Linked DNA regions of Rattus norvegicus: region 2 is linked to region 1. Evidence: chromatin contacts called from public Hi-C data. All regions are on one chromosome and are shown on one strand. Each heading gives the region's core, a stretch centred on a gene start, on an enhancer-like site or on the middle of the called end of the contact. The rest is flanking DNA. Distances are from core to core; before and after follow the strand shown. Region 1 overlaps Tnc (tenascin C). Region 2 has its middle 220 kb from the start of Tnc.

What was found. A called contact is a pair of places that touch in the nucleus more often than the background predicts.
Region 2: a contact with region 1 is called in a Hi-C map of the A7r5 cell line, with 2.7 times the contacts expected there. The contact joins two enhancer-like sites. A contact is called at or near these places in 2 of 12 Hi-C or Micro-C datasets (the A7r5 cell line and Schwann cells).

What each region holds. Positions count from the first base shown.
Region 1 is chr5:82,385,979-82,392,049 of GRCr8, reverse strand. It overlaps Tnc (tenascin C), which reads left to right. Exons shown (of 26, transcript NM_053861.2): 26 at 1-710. The coding sequence ends at 67. Among named protein-coding and RNA genes, the nearest start is that of Tnc, 87 kb to the left of the region's middle. Within about 2 kb of position 1,714, at least 10 of the 93 cell types and tissues checked have an H3K27ac peak or open chromatin away from gene starts, as enhancers often do. A contact at or near this core is called in the A7r5 cell line, where this site is marked.
Region 2 is chr5:82,690,969-82,696,966 of GRCr8, reverse strand. It overlaps the pseudogene tuba1c-ps3. Among named protein-coding and RNA genes, the nearest start is that of Tnc, 220 kb to the right of the region's middle. Within about 2 kb of position 3,011, at least 9 of the 93 cell types and tissues checked have an H3K27ac peak or open chromatin away from gene starts, as enhancers often do. A contact at or near this core is called in the A7r5 cell line, where this site is marked.

The sequences.
Region 1 (6,071 bases), core at 465-2,964:
GTTTGCGGAGATGAAACTAAGACCCAGCAACTTCCGAAATCTGGAAGGCAGGCGTAAGCGGGCATAAATCCCAGGGACAATTTGGTGAGAGAGGAATGGGGCCCAGAGAAAACAGGATTTTTACCAAAGCATCAATACAACCAGTCCAACGGTGAAGCTATCCTTGGGCATTTGATGGGCATCCAAGCAGACCATGGATCACTGAGGCACTGACGTAGGCCCCTCTGCAATTACTTCCTTTGCACCAAAGACAACAGTCTGCAACTAGTTTCTGCTTTTTTGTTTGATTGAGCAAAGTCTCCTAGCGACAGCAACACCGTGATTTTTACTTCTACTGGGTGGTTCTGGGAATGGGAGAGGGGCGAGCTGGCTATCCAGCGGACATAGTCATTTTCAGAGCCAGCTATATTCTACACAAAGCTGTTCAATTGTTATTGGTTGGGTCGCAAAGATAAAACATACGTCATTGGAGGTTACCCCTTGCCCTGCGCCCCACTGATGTTTTGTACATTTCCTACAACTGAAGCCAGAAAAATGATATTGTTTAAATTTCAAGGACATTAATATTATTAATATAATAATGGTGATGGTGATGATGATGTTGAAAACTGAGGACTTTTAAAGAGACATTCCCTTCCCAAATGTGTCTGGACAGTACCTGATTGTATTTTTTTGTTGTTGTTTTTTAATAAAAAGCACAGTACTTTTCAGTCTGGCTGTCATTTTGATTTTCATTGTCAAGTCTGAATTTGGCCAAAACCAGTCTATCAGAACAAAGAGAGGGATGCTGAAAAGGAGAGGGAAGGGGTCACAGGGCTCAATTCCAGGGAAGAAAAGAAGAGAGAGAAAACAGGAGGCAGAAAGGGAAATAAACTAGAGCTTCTTTCAACTAGAAAGTTGAAAGAACTTACATCCTAAGAAGGAACTTCGTGCTTGTCATTTTCATGGTTGGTGTTTTTCATTCTTCATGATTTATGTTTTAAAGATGCCTTGATGTCTATTTTCTAGTGAAGTCTGGAAGTTCTATCATGAGAAAAAGATTGGGAACATTGGCAGACCTCCCAAACTCAACCAAACTGCCTAACTTCTATGAGCCTCAATTCTCTGTTCTGTAAAGGAAATGCCCGTTTCTTCTTTATAGTATTTCCATGAAGAGTTAGCTGTGCATCCAGGAGAGCATCTAGCACAGTGCTTGGCAAGCATGAAGACTCTGACTGTGACAGTAGAGATACACTATCAGTTCCTATGGCTTGACTCTGGCTATTTACCCATAGTAAACAGAGCTGCTTAAACCTGCTTAAACCATTGACCCCAATGTCTCTGTTCCCTCTTTTGTCAGCCCCTGATGAAAATCTCTCCCTTTTGGTTTTTGATGTGCCACAGTAACAGGGTTCTAATAACAAATTAGAATTGGCAAAATTCAACTGTCTGGTATGTGGGGGCACTCTTGAATTATTAAATCTAGAAAATACACCACATGTCTCCTCCCCCTATATCAAAGGACTTAAGCAGAAGAGAAGCTCTAAACTGAGTCCAGATACTTAAAGGTACCATGTACTCCCTACCCAGCCCAGCAGGTATGAGCCTGTCCAGCAATGCAGTGAGTCAGAATCCTGGGCTGTAGCCTTTCCCTTCAAACCAAGCACAGGGCAATCCCCAACTCATAGTCTTAAAGATTCTCAGCAAATTGGCTTATTTAACGAAAGTGGTTAGGCCTCTGGGACCTCATTCAAATGGAATGTAGTGGTTAAGAAGCCAGGATGAGAGGAATTCATGGCTCCAGCCAGATCCTCTGCTGCTGGGTTTATCTTGCTTTAATAAATGCTGTCACGTTACATATACAATTTGCTGTTCCAGATCATAAGACCCATAACCTGCAACTCGGCCATAGCAACGTTGTCCTGGCTGCACAAACCCAAACAACTGGCTCTCTGTAACAACTAGGCCTTAAGATCGAGGCTTAACTCTCCACTGGCCACTGACTTGGAAGTGCCTAAACCCAAATCCCTTCTCTCTTCAGAGCTGTAGATAGGCCTAGCTGCTAAGAGGCCTCCTAGGACCCACACAAGAATCAAGTGCTCATTAGAAAGGGGGCTATATCAGACAAGGGTCCTTAATTAGAGCCTTGGGAAGAATTTAGATGCCCTTTTAAAACAGTGGTTCTTATCCTATGGGTCATGAGCCCCTTAGGGGTCACATATCAGTTATTTACATTATGATTCACAACAGTAGCAAAATTACAGCTATGAAATAATTTTATGTTTGGGAGGCCCTACAACATGAGGAACTTGTATTAAAGTATTAGGAAGGTTGAGAACCATTGCCATAAATGGAAGCTGGGTAACAGAGGGGTCTGAGACTACAGTGTTCAAAGCTCAACACATCTTTCAGTCTCTGACCCTATGACTTTTCCAAGCAGTTGCCTCTAACTGAGAAAGTCTCTTCAAGCTATAGGCTACACACAATTTGTCCCCTGACATGAGCCAAGCAAAGTCACCCCTGAGATTAATATCCAAGATGTTCAGTGACTCCTAAGATCCTTTGGTTATCCACACTCCTCCTTTCTCTCTGTTCTGTGGTCCACTCCAAGGTTATTCCTGTAAATCATACCAAAGTCCTCCAGAATCTGGTAGAATATGATAAACGGGAGGCACCAGCAGTACACTGAAGGGAGATGGAGGGTGGGGGTGAGTCACGGGACCTATTTTTCACTCCATCTCTGTGCCACAACTGTAGGATTAGGATGATATATTCCTTCCTGAGGTTCAGCCATAGCAGTTGACTGTGTATACATCTTTTCCTTCCTGAAGTTCAGAGAGCTGACGTTCACATTTACTCCTTCAGACCTACCGAGTTGCTGCCCCAGACACAGACTTGGGGAGTTGTGCCAGCCCTGTGGTTCTGCTCCATTGGCAGACACTTCTCAGAGATTCTGAGAAGTGGCTCACTCTTAGGACTGCCTAGATGCTTGGAACCATTTTGTTTGTTTGTGTTTTGTTTTTTATTGGAAATTTTTTATTTATATTTCAAATGTTATTCCCTTTGCTGGTTTCCCGTCCATAAGCCCCCTATCCCAGCCCCTCCCCTTCTTCTATAAGGGTGTTCCCCTCCCCAAACACTCCCCCTTCCCACCTCCCCACCCTGATATTCCCCTACACTGGGTTATTGAGCCTTGGCAGGACCAAGGGTTTTTCCTCCCTTTGATGCCCAACAAGGCCATTCTCTGCTACATACGGATCTGAAGTCATGGGTCTGTCCATGTGTAGTATTTGGGTTGTAGTTTAGTCCCTGGAAGCTCTGGTTGGTTGGTATTGTTGTTCTTATGGGGTTACAAGCCCCTTCAGCTCCTTCAATCCTTTCTCTAATTCCTCTAGTGCGGACCCTGCTCTCTCTCAGTTCAATGGTTTGCTGCTAGCATTTGCCTCTGTATTTGTCATGCTCTGAATGAGCCTCTCAGGAGATAGCTATATCAGGCTGCTTGGAACCATTGTTAAACCTATGTTTCTCCTATACATTCTTATTCTTGTCTCTTTTCTTTTACACTAGTGACCATTGCTCACTTAACGAATTCCCAGCATCCAGATTCCTATCTATATCTAGAAGACTTTTCAGTGAATAAGGACCCTAGAGTCCACCACAAAGGCCAGGAGGAATTGGATACTCATAAAGAGAGCTTTATTATTGACTAAGGAACATATTAATAAATCAAGGGGCCCCTGAGATAGGCTTCCCTATAGTGTTTAGCTGAGAGGTATCTGTAACCACCATCCATGGCTGGCTATTCCAGCAGAAGGTCCCAGTCCAGCTTACTGAGTTGAAGCTGAGGCCCAAAAACTTCTTACATATGGAGGGTAGACGCCATCACCTTTAGAGGCAGACACAACCCTGTGTGTCTGCGTACACTCGGAAGCTATTCTTTGGGAGAACTGAAGGAGAAAACTCCCATGCTCCTCTCTATACTCAACCCTGACAGACATGACGGGGTTTACAAAGCCTGGAAAAGGGTCCTAAGTCATCAATAATTCATCTTTTGATGTATTCAGACTTTAAAGAGAGTGTTAGGAGGTAGTACAACAGAGGAAGGTGAGATGTGGCTGGAAAAGGTCATCCTCCAGGCATGCCTTTGAAGGATCTATCTTAGCCCCAACTCCTTCTTCTTCACATCCACCACGATGCTTTTCCTTGCCACAGATGGAAAAAATTATTTTTAATGTAAATGCAAATAATGAATTAATCCAGCAGCTGCATTTCTTTACCTTTGTAGTGGGTTACCCCAATAACCTCTCAGAGAAACCAAAGGTCCTGAGTGCCAGAATCTTTGCTTCTCAGGTAGGTTAAGAAACCCTCTCTTAGTGACTGTGCTTATGAGAAGCCTAGTAATGAGGTACAGGTGAGGCCTGTTCTGGATGACATGGGTGGAGGTAGTGAGGAACGGAGGTGAAGGTGTTGGTAGGACCTCGACTCAAAGACTTAATGTCCACAGACTATGGCTGAGACTATTGAAGATATTGAACCCAGGCCTGGCATGGTTAGCCTTGTTCTCTAAGTAGAGCAACTGTTCACTAGAAAGATGTGGATCCTCTCCATTCATATCCTTCTGGTTCAGGAGCATCAGGAACACCAGTGTGTGCTGACTGCCTGGGTTTGTGTCAGTGTCTGGTACCAGCATCCAGCAGATGGCTCACTTTCCTGGTCCTCCTGTCACCCCAAGAACCCCACAGATGAATTCAGTCTCTACAAAGGAAGCCCAGTGAGGCTCACTTGGGATTTTCCCCAATTCCAGCAGGACCAGAAAGGAAAGCTTAATAATTCACAGTAAACACTCACGGGGTAGGGTGGGGGGACCCCAAACTAAGTAGCTCCCATATGTGCATGCCACATTTGCAACTACAGGTTGGAAAGTGAGAGAAATGACTTCCTCCAAGTTCACCTAGCCCCTAAGTGCCAGAATCCATGAATGCTTACGACCCCTTTGGCCTAAGTCCCATGAAGAATGCCAGTAACCATCTTCAGCCCTTTATCCACTCTGCTGTCCTGAGTATTCATGTACCTATTCCCTCAGCTCACAGGTTGCAAAGAGAGCGCAAGTTGGTGCTATGGCGCCCTCTGGAAAGTGCTGATAATCTAATCCTATGCACATCCTGGTTTGCATCTCAGGCTCACCCAATATCAAGTCATTTTTGAATGCCCACCTAATATTTCTGAATATCTTATATAAAGAATGTCTATCTTAATGGCTGAGTGGGGATGGTGAACAGTGAAAGACATAGAGAAAACTCTCCACACAGGTTTCTCATTGTCCCGAGCAAGTGCCTTGGGTAAGTACTTAAAGGGACCAGCAGGTGGCAGCCTCTTCCCATCTTAGGAGGGCAATGACCCTGGGTGTTCCTAATAGAGATGATTGATGTGATTGGGGTTCAAGGCTGGAGATCTGCTGACACCTCTGGGCAAACAATTTCTTCCCCTTCCCATTAACCCATTAACAGGAGTCTCCAATACTTTCCAGCGACTTATAAAAAGCCTGACTGACCCCCAATTCTTTCCTAATTCCTTACCTGTTTTTACCAGCAGATGCATCCTAGAGTGAGAACAGGAGCATTGCAAGCAAGTGGGTATTTCTGTTCCAATGACCAGTTCCCATTCCGATTTGACATAGACCCTGGCAATAATCACCACCCTCTACAACTTGCTGAGCAACTGACTCCTTTGCACCCTAAGACTATTTCTGGTTTCCTTCTGTTTGCTAGTCCCCTCTTGTTAGTTCCAAGGGCAGCCTGTACTATCTCCCTGGTCTGTCTCTAACCTCTTAGCTGTGGTACTTCTAGCCCTCTTCACTTGCTTTGATTTCCAGCATGGAGACAGGTGGGAAAACGTGGGTCTGACTTCTCCCGATGGCTTTTGCTATGCCTATTGCTGTTGGCTTTCTCTCTGTCTATAAAGCCCTGTTTAGATGTTGGTTCCTGCATATCATCTTGAGTAAAATGAGCAGCAGTTGGCATAAAGTCGAGAGCCCCAGGTCCTTAGCATCCCAGAGCCAATCTCCATCCAAAAGTATCAAAAAGTGTTCTCTT
Region 2 (5,998 bases), core at 1,762-4,261, 300 kb before region 1:
TAACGTCACCTCTCATTTTTTCCCCTTTTCAAGACTGCAATGAGACTTAGGTGGAGCACTTCTGTACACCAAGGGACAGAGCCTTCTATTTGGGGCACTTCATGCTTCCAAGGATCTAATCCTGATGTCAACTGGAAATTTTGTCACACAGAGTGACTCAAGATCAAGAAAGACACTTGACTACGCAGCAAGACTCTCAATAGAAGACTTGATACTCACTTCAAGCCTTTGGTCTGTCCCTTGCAAGCCACATTTCCTATGATAAATCACTTAAACTTTGTCACTTCATATTTTTTTAATCTTAATGCAGAATATTTGTTTCATATAATTAGCCCTGCAAGGGTGTTATCATAGTGTCTATGACAGAAAGCAAATGCTCAGTACATGCCCACTACTGTGTATAGAATCTCAATCTTTTTCTTTCCTTCCCTTCCCCTCTGCTTCCATTCCCTGTCCTCTCCTCGTGTCACTTTTCTCCACACCATAGTGTCTGTATCCTTGAGCCACCTCTATGGAGTTGGAGTTTGTGACTATTGCTATGCATAATCATATGATAAAACAAAGCACAGCCATCACTTCACATATCCAAGATATACAATAAGAAGGCAAATCACACACAGCTTCTCCCCTGAACTCCCTTGTAGTCTGTTAGTGAGAGATCATCACCGTCTTTTCACTTCCTCAGTTTATTTGGATCACTTCAAGGATGAAAAGTGCATAAGTTCATCTCCATCCACGTAGGTCAGGCTAGTGTTCAGATAGGTCCATTGGGAACTCTACTGCCTGGAACCTGACGTCCAACCTGACGGTCAGATGCCAAGCAATAAGACCATTGGGGGAGGAGATGACGCCTTCAACACATTTAGTGAGACAGAAGCTGGCAAGCATGTGCCCCCCACTGTGTTTGTAGACCTAAAACCCACAGTTATTGATGAAGTGGCACCTACTGCCAGCTCTTCCAATCTGAGCAGCTCAGCACAGGCAAGGGAAATGCTGCCAATAACTATGCCCGTGGCCACTGTACCATTGGCAAGGAAGTCATTGACATTGTCTTTGACAGAATTTGCAAGCTAGCTGACCAGTGTCTTCACTGCTTCTTCAGAGCTTCAGGGCTTCTTGGTTTTCCACAGATTTGGCGAGGGAACTGACTCTGGGTTTACCTTCCTGCTAATGGAGTGGCTCTCTGTTGATTATGGAAAGAAGTCCAAGCTGGAGTTCTCCATTTACCCAGACCCCAGGTTTCTACTGCTGTGGTTGAGCCCTACAATTACATCTTTACCACCCACACCACCCTGGAGCACTCTGATTATTTCTTCATGGTAGACAATGAGGCAATCTATGACATCTGCTGTAGAAATCTCAACATCGAGCGCCCAACCTACACTAACCTTAATCGCATTTTTAGCCAGATTGTGTCTTCCAGCACTGCTTCCCTCAGATTTGATGGGGCCCTGTTTGTTGATCTGACAGGATTCCAGACTAACCTGGTGTCCTACCCTCACATCTGCTTCCATCTGGCCATTTATGTCCCTGCCATCTCTGCTGAGGCAGCCTACCATGAGCAACATATAGTAGCAGAGATCACCAATGCCTGCTTTGAACCAGAGAACCAGATGGTAAAATGTGATCCTCTCCATAGTAAATACATAGCCTGCTGCTTGCCGTACCATGGTGATGTGATTCCCAAAGATGTCAACACTGCCATTGCCAGCATCAAGACCAAGCATACCATGCAGTTTGTGGACTGTTACCCCACTGGCTTCAAGGTTGGCATTAATTGCCAGCCTCCTACTGTGGTACCTGGTGTCCACCTGGCCAGGTCCAGAGAGCTGTGTGCCTGCTGAGCAACACCACAGCCATTGCTGAGGCCTGGGCTCACCTAGATCACAAGTTTGATCTGATGTATGCCAAGTGTGCCTTTGTGCACAGGTACGCGGGTGAGGGCATGGAGGAGGGGGCGTTCTCTGAGGCCCATGAGGACCTGGCTGCCCTAGAGAATGATTAAGAGGAGACTGGTGCAGAGAGTGCTGAAGAAGACGATGAGGGTGAAGAATATTAACTCATGTGCTGCAATTTTATACTTTTGTGGTCTCATCTTTATTTTTTCTTGTGTTTTAATTGTCCTAAACTATCAATAAAGATGTTTCCACTTTATGTGGGGGAATAAAAGAAGGCAAATCAATTGAGCTTGTGTTTAAACCTGGATCTCTGGCTCAAAGCACGTATTCTTAGAATATCAACCCAAATCAAAGCCCCTGAAATGCCTTTAACAGATTTCTAAAGGAAATCTTACATGATAAAAATCTATATTTGCCAAGCAGAAATAAACCCACAAAATGGCAAACCTATTCCAGTTTCCCATCTCTATGTCTTCATACAGATCAAAGCAATTAGTGTCCTCTCTGATGTGCTTCATCACTACCCTCTCACACATGTAAAGCCAGCATCACACTGAACAGTATTCTGTAATGAGAGGTAGATTTGCTTCTTACGGTCACCGTGACTTTTCTTCTTAACACATTTATTTTCCTTTTCTGATCCTTTACAGAAAATGTACGTCTTCATTAACACATCCTTCCATCAAAATGGAGGAGGATAAGCAATGAGGACAAATTTGGGTGTCCAGGAAGAAAAGATGCCAGGAAAAGAGAGACATGTGGAAGGAAGGCAAAGGGCCATGGAACAACTTAAGGCTAAGTGCTGTTCTGCCATTCTGGGCTGTTAGCTGGCAGTGCCAAAAGCTAGGCTGTCAGCAGTTAAGCAGGCAAAGCCAGGGCCCTCCCTGTCTGTCTCTGAGGCCATTTCCCAAGCATTCTACTGTCTTGGCTAGCCAGAGATTAACTCCAAAGTACACTGCCCCTGTTTGGCTCTGCGTCCTCTTTTCCCAAACACCGAGCCATGCCTTGAGCCAACACAGCTTTTCTTTTTCAGCACTCCTTGCACAATGGGTATGTGACCATCTGTCTCTTGCTCTATTTGCTTTCCTGCACAGAATCAAAATTACCCAAACTGTATCCCAAACAGCCCATTACTCAAGGTCTGACTCAGACTTGGTGCTTAGTGACTGCTGGTTTGTTTGAGAGACACATAGGTATGGAGAGAAATACATAAGTCTTACAATAACTCCACAGGAAGCTGAGAATGAACCTGGCCACTTAGTCATGGTGACACCTTCAAAAGAAGGATCATTTCCCCAAATAGTGTCACTTCATTATGTAGTATTGAAAATAACAGTATTTGTCTGAGTCAGTGCTGCTGGGTAGATCACATGTAGAACACATACAGGGAGAAGATTACAGATTATAAACTGGTGACTGTTTTATATAGACTCCTAATTAGCCTAATGCCCCTCTATTGAAACTGCCATTCTGACTGAAGAGCATGAAGCTCTGGATGCACCTCCCCAAGGTTGCTTTAAGCTTCTATGTGATTTTAAATGGCTCTTTACACAATTATTGCCATCTCCTACGTTCATTCACCAATGAGCATGAGAGATCGCTCCATTTTCTGAGATCTTCGATTTTTTTTCTTGAGAGACTTAAATTTCTTATCATACAGACCTTTCACTTGTTACTCCAAGATACTTCATATTATCAGTTGCTATTGTGGAGGGAGTTGTTTCCCTAATTCCTGGTCCTCCTACAGGGTTGTGCTCCTCCTCAGCTTCCTCCAGTTTTTCCCAATTCAACCAGAGGAGTTAGCAGCTTCTGTTAGTTGGTTGGGTGCACATATCTGCATCTGAATCTTTCAGCTGCTTATTGGGTCTTTTGGAGGGTAGTCATGATAGATGCCTTTTTTGAGCGACCTATAGCTTTAGTAATGGTGTCAGGTGTTAGGCCCTCCCCTTGAGCTGGATGCCCCTCTGGGTGTGTCACTGGACCCTTTTTCCTCAGGCTCTTCTCCATTTCCATCCCTGCATTTCTTTCAAACAGGAAGAATTATGGGTCAGAGCTTTGACTGTGGGATAGCAACCCCATCCCTCACTTGATACCCTGTCTTTCTGCTGGAGGTGGGCTCGACAAGTTCCCTAACCCCACTGTAGGGCATTTCATCTATAGTACCCCCACTTGAGTCATGAGGGTCTCTCACTTCCCAGGTCTCTGGTACATTCTGGAGGGTCCTCCCAACCTCCTTCCTCCTGAGATCACCTGTTTCCATTCTTTCTGCTGGCCCTCAGGGCTTCAGTCCTTTTCTCCTGCCAATACCAGATCATGTTCCCCTCTCCATTCAACCCCATCCCCTTTCCCTCCCTGGTCCCTCCTGCCCTCTTGTGGTTGCTTTCTTCTCCCTCCCAAGGGGGACTGAGGACCTTCACTTGGGCCCTTTAGTTAGCCTTTTTGAGTTCTGTGGACTGACTGTACTTGGGTATTCTGTGCTTTTTTTTTTTTTTTGCTAATATCCACTTATTAGTGAGAACATACCATGCACGTCCTTTTGCATCTGAGTTACCTCACTCAGGATGATATTTTCTAGCTCCATACATTAATCTGCAAAACTCAGGATGTCCTCCGTCTTAATAGCTGAGTAGTATTCCATTATGTAAATGAACCACATTTTCTGTATCCATTCTTCTGTCGTGGGGCATCTGGGTTTGTCCCAACTTCTGGTTATCACAAATAAGGCCATTATGAACATAGTGGAACATGTTCCCCTGTGGCATGATGGGTCACCTTCTGGGTATATTCCCAAGAATGGTATTTCTGAGTCTTTAGGAAGGTCTATTTCCAATTCTCCTAATTGATTTCCAGAATGACTGTACCAGTATGCAATCTTACCAGCAATGGAGGAGTGTTCCTCTTTCTCCACATCCTCCCCAGCATGGCAGAATTAAGAGGTAATTGAATCCTTAAGTCTAAAGTAAAGTTCAATGGGAACTAATTAGAGCAGTGCTACTCAACCTTCCTAATGCTGTGACCCTGTAATACAGTAGCTAAACATCAGGTGGAGCTTGGGAGTTTTGTGGAAGTGTTGGGGATAAAATTGAATAAGTCTGAGGGGGTCAAAGACAGAAGAGGTGAAGACCTACAGAGTCAACTAACTTGGACCCAAAGGGGCGCACAGAGACTGAACCACCAGCCAAAAAGCATGCAGAGACTTGACCTAGCCCTCCCCACCCCACAGATTTGTAGCGGATGTGCAGCTTGATCTTCAGGTGAATCCCCTAACAATTAGAACAGGGACTGTCTCTGAGTCTATTGGCTGCCACTGGATCTCCTTGCTCTACCTGGACTGCCTGGTTGGGTTTCAGTGGGAGGGGAAGTGCTTTGTTCTGCAGAAACTAGACGTCCTAGGGTTGGGTGGTACCCAAGGGGTCTTCCCATTCTCTAAAGAGAAGGTGGGCTAGTGAGGAGAAGGACTTGTAAGGGCAGGACTAGGAAGAAAGCCGGAAGGGAACTGCAATTGGGATGTAGTATGAATAAAATAAGAATAAATTATGGAAAGAAGAAAAATATGATAAAATCTATTAACACATTTGGTGCTTGTTATTTAAAGTACCAAAAATTCTTTAAAAACAATTCAGTTCCTTATTTTGTGCTGACCCCCAACCATAGAATTATTTTTGTTGCTACTTCATAACTATAACTTTAATACTGATATGAATTGTAATGTAAATATCTGATATGCAGGATACCAGATATGCAGCCCCCAAAGAAGTTATGATCTCCAGGTTGAGAAGTGCTGAATTAGATAGAGTATTAGAAGTGCTACCCTCAGAAAGGATAAATGTGGTCCCAATGGGTCCCCAGTAGGTTCTGATGTTAGAAAATCTTGTTTGCCCTCTGGTTTCTCCTTCTCACCAAATGATACCTTCTGCCCCCAGCACCTTCCTTCTGATTCCATGGACAATGAGGTGCTCATTCCAGAGGCCAAACAGCTACAGCAATCAAGTCTTGGACTTTTAGCCTCCAAGTCTGAGCTAGCCAACTGAACCTCTTCTCTTTATATGGTATCTACCTTCAGGTATTTTTAAACGGCAAAAAAAGAGACAGACACGTCT